2 separate regions of the Sus scrofa genome follow, and region 1 is linked to region 2. Evidence: chromatin contacts called from public HiChIP or PLAC-seq data. All regions are on one chromosome and are shown on one strand. The core of a region is the stretch at or near the end of the contact, and the rest is flanking DNA. Distances in the headings are between cores, read along the strand shown.

Region 1 (3,465 bases), core at 943-3,442, 160 kb after region 2:
GCTAGTCAATTCTTTTCTATTTAATTTCATTTTCAAAACTGGTGGTAAGACCACTAAATTGATTTTATAAATTACTAATGAATCATAATCTACAGTTTGAAAAACATAGACTTAGGACAGGGTTTCTCTTATATTAGGTTTTTGGGTTTTTTCTTTTGCAAGTTGCTTCTACTCATCCCTAGCAGGGCAGACAGGTATTTTAAGGTTGGTATTATTACTCTTTTCAAAAAAGCAAGAGGTTCTTGAAGTGTGGTCCCCTGACCAATACAAGCATCACCTGAGATAAATGCAAATTCTCAGACCCAAACCCAGCCCTAACTGAATCAGTAGAGCTAGCAGACTGCTGTTTAACAAGTCCTCCAGGTGATTCTGGTGCAAATCAAAGTTTGAGAACAACCGCATTAAGGAATTCAGGTCTTCCTTTATCTTCTACACATTTGATAATCCAGTACACAGTGCTTACTCTGTGCCAGTCATCAGCCTAAAAGTTCCACAAAACATTAACTCACATGAGAAAACAACCCTTAAAAGTAGGAACTCTATTATACAGATGAAACTTCAGCACAGAGAGAGGTTAAGTTGTCGAAGCTAGGTGGTGGAACTAGAATTCAAACTTATTTTTAAATTGACATAAGTAAGTCTGTCCTCTTCATGCCCCTCCTCTTGCTGATCAAGTCCGCAGTCCTACTCCTTTATCTCGGCTACTCCTTTTCCCATTCAAATCTCCCATCCTGCCAACGTCCTTATTTTCTAGCATTATTGCTGTCGTCCTAAAACAAATTTCTAAAGCAATGGAATGCGAGTCACAACCTTGCTCTTAAAACACTTTCTCTGATCCTAGATGGCATCTTAGTATTGTGAAGCTGAAACTTCTATTTCTTAGGTCCTTACAACCTATTAAGGGCCCTATGTTAATTTCTCATATCTACGGTTCTGGCCAGTTTCCACAAGACCACGCTTCCTGGGCAACTTTCTGGCTCCTTCCTACTACGCCCTATCTTCTACTCCCTTCCTACAAGGAAACTACTTTTCCCCGCCTACCCGTATCATTTTCCTTGATTTAACTCCAGCTGAGAGAACTTCCACTCCTCAGCTAGACCCCTCACCCTGACGTCAAACCCAAGCTACCCCCATGAGGATTTTTTTTCCCCTGATCTCTTGTGGATCCTCAGACCCAGGAGTTCCCAGTCTGATCTAGGATCTTCCATCCCAGACCAGCGGTGGGGGGCAGGGCGCTCCGGTTCCTAACTTGTTCAAGATCTCCATGGGTCAGACCCTCCGAAGATCCGTAACAGTCCAAGAGCGCTTCTCCCTCGGACAGCCGCCCTTCTCAGGAGGGTGCTCAGCCCCCTCCCTGTCTTTCCTAGACGCCCTTTCTCCGACCCCGGCTGCTCCCAGTACCCTGGACCCCGACCTCCCTCGGTCTCTCTTCTCTCTCGAACCCAAGCCACTCCCAGTCTACGGCCCCCCGAGCCCCTCCCCGGCTTTCTCCGCTCGGGCCGCTCCCGGGATTCCCTGTTTCCACTTTTTCCTCGCTCCGAAGCTGTCCTGGGTATTCCCGAGTCACCCTGCCCTCGGACCAAGTCGTAACCCGCCATCCCCTCTCTAGGAGCCCAGTCGCTCCCGTCTCCCTACGGACCTACCCCTCACACACCCGCAGCCAGTCAGTGCCCCAGACCCGAGCGGCTGGCTGGGCGTCCCAAGGAAGCTCCCGGCCCAACTCGCTTGAGTCCGGCCCCAGCCTACCTTGCCAGCGCGAACTCCGCCGCCGGGAGCCGGGCGGTTCTCGCACTAGCCCAGTCAGCGCGAACTCGCGGCCACCGCCCCCGCCCTGGCCCCGGCCCGGGCCCGACCCGGCCTGCAGCCCAGGCCCCCTTCCGCAGGCCTCCGCCTCCGGATGACCGAGCTGGAGTTTTCGCTCGGAGATGGCCCTCAGCCTTCAGGCCCGCGTTACAGGCACTCACCTGCCGCTATCCTCGACCAACTCCAGCGCCACTGCCTCTACCTCGGCCGCCGGCAGCCACCAAGCGCCACCACCTCCCCCATGACAACAGGCCCACCCCGTTTCACACTTCCTACCTCTCCATTGGATAGTGGTGATACAGCTCTCTGCTCTTATTGGCTTAGTTTACCCGTCCGTCATAGCTTCCTTACCGCCCCTTTTCCTGGACCCGGTATTAGCCCCCTCCCGGACCTGGACCGTCCCAAGCCCAGCTTTAGTTGTAATTGGTTGACGGTTGGGCAGTTCGAAATCCTGATAGGCTGCAGAAAGTGTCTATTAAATCAACCTGCAAGGGATGTGGCGGCGACTGTTGGTTCGAGCTTGGGCAGTTTGGTTGCGCAGTAGAAAGCAAGGAAGGGGCAGGCGCTTATTGTCGGAGGGGAAAGGTTAACTCTTTGTTGTAAAATTGACTCTGTAAACATCCCTTTCTCCAACTTCCTCTCTGTAAGGAGAAACTTACCACTGCCTGCTCACCCAGAGGGCAGTACTTACCAACAGCAACATCAGAGTTGGCGTTTAAAGACTCATTAGCGGCTTCTTGAAAGAAAAGCACGTAGATGAAAATTTCCTCCTCTTCGCTTGAAGTCCTAAGGTGCTCAGTTACCTTAAAGTTCATCTCCATGCTAAAGGGCAAAGAACCACCACTGAAGTTAGTCCACTTTGGTTGCAGTTATAAACGTCGTTAATGAATTGAAGTGGTATGTTGAGAGTTCTGCAGCTTTCAGACGCAGCGCTGGATGTCTCCTGCAAGGGACCAGGCAACCATCAGCAAGTTTGGACTATATGGGCCACATTTTACCCTTGTGATGCTCTGAAAAGGAGAATTCAGCTCCCCGTAACTTGCTTTCTATGCTCAGCAGTTCTTAAATAGCCCTACTAGATGTGTGTCAGATACTTTAAAAGCTTGTCTTTTTTTCTGAACCTCTCTTCCCAGCAGTCTAAATTAAGACCATTGAATGAATTGCAGTTCTTTTCTCACATGGCACAATGTACAAGAATAAATGATTGCATTTTTTATTCATTTGGGTACAAATCACAGTAGGCACTTTTGAGAAATCTGGTGTTGCTATAAAAACTCTTGTACTCCTAGAAATATATCCACCATTAGCTTTTTGCTTTTCTTTTTCATTTCTGCCCACTCTGCCTGTTCATAAATAACAAAATGCTCACCTAATTACCCTTTCAGTTTCTAAATCAGATTTAAATGTACCCTCCTCACAATTCCACCTATAACATAAACCCCATGGGTCATGAAACATACTCAAGGATGGACTGGAACAGGTTGAGGATGTACTTCCCTCTTAAACAGCACTTTATGGTTGGGGACTTGCTGTGGAACCAAGAATCTGGACTTTGCTCCTTACTTCTTCCTGCTAACTCTTTGTTCCATATTTCTTCTATTTACCCTTCTTTCCTTTGCCAGCAAGCAATAAGAAGTCTAAAACTGCATGGTTTGTTATCTC
Region 2 (3,572 bases), core at 314-2,813:
GGTTCCTAGTCGGATTCGATAACCACTGAGCCACGACAGGAACTGTCTGGACTTTAAAAATTCAGAAATTAGGAGTTCCCATCATGGCGCCGTGGAAACAAATCCGACTAGGAACCATGAGGTTGCGGGTTCAATCCCTGCCCTTGCTCAGTGGGTTAGGATCTGGCGTTGTGTAAGCTGTGGTGCAGGTCGCAGATGCGGCTTGGACCCTGCATTGCTGTGGCTGTGGTATAGGCCGGCAGCTGTAGCTCTTATTGGACCCTTAGCCTGGGAATCTCCATATGCTGTGGGTGAAGCCCTAAAAAACAAATAAACAAAAGGCAAAAAAAAATTCAGAAATTACATTCTTAATGCTATAGCATAGTTAATTAAGATCATCATCTAAGAGACTTGTCTTTCATGTCAGAATTTTGGGTAATTCATATGAAGGATGATAGAATTGATTATTCTCTATTTTTAAATAAAACCAAAGATTTCTACTCCATAACAATTTCCAGCATAGTCCACTGTACTGTACTTTAGTATTTCTATTTTTTTTTATTTTTATTTTATTTATTTATTTATTTATTTATTTTTTTTGTCTTTTGTCTTTTTGTTGTTGTTGTTGTTGTTGCTATTTCTTGGGCTGCTCCCTCGGCATATGGAGGTTCCCAGGCTAGGGGTTGAATCGGAGCTGTAGCCACCGGCCTACGCCAGAGCCACAGCAACGCGGGATCCGAGCCGCATCTGCAACCTACACCACAGCTCACGGCAACGCCGGATCGTTAACCCACTGAGCAAGGGCAGGGACCGAACCTGCAACCTCATGGTTCCTAGTCGGATTCGTTAACCACTGCGCCACGACGGGAACTCCTAGTATTTCTATTTTTTAATTAATTGAAAATATACTCCGAATATTGCAGTAGAGTGTCTTTGCAAATGAATTTATAAGCAGCTTTCGAATGCCAGTATTTTCTATCCAGATGAATCAGCAAACAAATACACGTAAGATAGTTCTAATAATTAAAAGTTTCAAATTAAAAATTTTCTTTTTGTCTTTTTAGGGCCACACCAGAGGCATATGGAAATTCCCAGGCTAGGGGTCGAATTGGAGCTATAGCTGCCAGCCTATGCTCCAGCCACAGCAATGCAGGATCTGAGCTGAGTCACCACAGCTCACGGCAATGCCGGATCCTTAACCCACTGAGCGAGGCCAGGGATCAAACCTGCGTCCTCATGGATCCTAGTCAGGTTTGTTATCACTTAGCCACACGGGAATTCCTCAAATAAAATTTAGTAGCCACCATCACCAGAGCACTTTTACTTTCCTTTAATGACCTTGGATCTTAGTCAATCACCTTGCTCTGAGAGCAGTAGGGTCTCACCACAAATGTGAACTACTTGAATAAAAGGAGTGAAAGCAGACTAGTTTAGGCTCTTCTAAGTGCTGTAACATCACTTAACTTGATAAAAACGTAGTGGAAACTTGCTTGGCTGAGCCAATCTGGATAGAGTATGGTGAACTGAGGCTAGTCATGATGAAATCCATGCTGTTAGACTCACCGTGTCCTTGACAGCCATGAAGCAATGACAGATCCAGCGCCGAGTTGTGCCATCACGACATATGTAAGAGAAGGCTCTATCAAAGTTCCTATCTGGGGCACAGAAAGAAACTTTTTCTATTGTCTGGTCAACTATGAGGTCCTAGAAAAAGGGAAGCACAAAGGAACAGAGGCCTTATGAGATTATTCAAACTTCTCAGAAGAAACACAGGATGCACATTTCATAGCTCAATCTGAGCCAGAGGTCTGAATACTAAGAATCTGACCTAGGAGAGATCCCAAGAGGCACTTTGCCCAGATGCTTCCCTCACCTCATCTTCATGTTCCAAAATATAGGCTTGCTGACTCCAGATTTATCATGGTAAATTCCATGTTCAATTTTCAACATATGTAAGTCAATAAATTTAATCCAATTCCCATATAACATTGATATTACATTCAATAACATCATTTCTGGAACAGTTCTGTGCATTTATTAACTTACTGATCATTTAATTTTGAGTATGACTATGCTTTTATACTTGCTGAATGGCATAGCATATACAAAGTATAAACATCATACAAAATATTCTTTAAAATCTTGAGGCTCTGAGGCTCTTCTGTGTGATAAGATATTCTAGTGGCTTAAAATCCCTAGATGCTGAGGTAGGGGCTGTAAATGCTAAAACATACAAACAAAATGGCTTTTATGAAGCATAACTATGAGAATTCCTGTTGCTCCACAACCTTTCTGGTCAATTTTTTAGAGTTTTGCAATTCTGGTGGCTCATTATATTTTGCATAATCTTGACTGCTATGAATTTCCTCTTCAGTAAAGTGATCCTTCAAGTATTTTGGATTGTCTGTCATTTTTCTTTTGATATATAAGAGTCATTTATATATTCTAAATATGAGCTCTTTATAAGCTATACACATAGCAAAATTTATTTTCTGCTCACAATGGGTCCCAGGGTGATTACTGAAAATGGGAAATAGAAATACTAAACCAATTAATGCCAGTGTTATAAGTAGCCACCAGGGGGCAGTATCACTTTCTAACTATTGTGTAAAACAATTAAAAATAAAGCCTCTACACACAACAAATTTCATCCAAAGCATTAATGAAAACTACACAAATTCTGGAGTTCTCTTGTGGCACAATGGATTAAAGACCTGGCATTGTCACTGCAGAGGTGTGGGTCACAGCTGTGGCATGGGTTCAATCCCTAACCCAGGAATTTTCACATGCCAAAGGTAGCAAAAAAAAAAAAAAAAAAAAAGATATGTTCTCCTCCTTTCAATGACATCTGAGGTTTTTGGGTCTTTTCTGAAAATTGCCTTCTTGTTAAAATTCTTACAGATTTTTGGTCTCTTAGAAAATTTTAATTAATGATTAAATGGACTTATATAAATAACACCTTATGCTCTCTAAGTGCAGGGTCTATGTCTTGTCTTATCTAGGCATGTAGGATCATGCCCTTTCAAATGCAAAATGCTACTGGTTATTTGAGATAATGTGTGGATTCTGAGTAATGTTAACCAAAGAGCCATTTACTAGTTCTTAAGATTTCACCTGAGTTTTCAGTTAATAGCAGGTTAATCAGTTCAAATATCACTTTCTGAAAATACAGTATTTTATGAAGGAACAAGAAGAAATTTCATATGTGGCCCATCATTTTTTAAAAAAATTTTTAATGGTGGTAAAAGTTCTATCATCTTTCACATCGAACTTATGGTGGTAAACATTTTTTTTAAAAAATGTCTAAGAACAAAAATAGAACTAAGATCTTTTTTTAAGTTTATATGACTTTTTAATTTTTTCCATTATAGTTGATTTATAGAACTCAGACCTTACATAAAGTATAATACGCAGTAGGCTAAACATGCTGCGCCATGCAGAGCAAAATGCTGAGAGAATTCTCTTCTATTTTTCATAAGGTAAATGAGTAACTAAATTGGTTTTCTGAATATTAAACTAGTCTCTCAGAAGGTCGTACTTTGGACAAAGTGGAAGGATACAGAGTAACTGCAACAGCTTAATGGCATTATATT

The links. HiChIP or PLAC-seq counts read pairs in DNA pulled down with a chosen protein or histone mark.
Region 1: a contact with region 2 is called in an H3K27ac HiChIP or PLAC-seq map of alveolar macrophages, with 4 times the contacts expected there. The contact joins the promoter of NUMB here to the enhancer-like site in region 2. A contact is called at or near these places in 4 of 5 promoter capture datasets (fetal liver, fetal skeletal muscle and liver), 7 of 47 Hi-C or Micro-C datasets (adipose tissue, alveolar macrophages, liver and 3 more) and 2 of 2 datasets of contacts at active chromatin or transcription factors (alveolar macrophages and skeletal muscle).

The regions. Positions count from the first base shown.
Region 1 is chr7:96,796,498-96,799,962 of Sscrofa11.1, forward strand. It overlaps NUMB (protein numb homolog), which reads right to left and starts at 2,193. Exons shown (of 9, transcript XM_021099490.1): 1 at 1,965-2,193.
Region 2 is chr7:96,638,513-96,642,084 of Sscrofa11.1, forward strand. NUMB (protein numb homolog) reads right to left here. Exons shown (of 9, transcript XM_021099490.1): 5 at 1,543-1,683. Among named protein-coding and RNA genes, the nearest start is that of PAPLN, 55 kb to the left of the region's middle. Within about 2 kb of position 1,564, at least 1 of the 83 cell types and tissues checked has an H3K27ac peak or open chromatin away from gene starts, as enhancers often do. A contact at or near this core is called in alveolar macrophages, where this site is marked.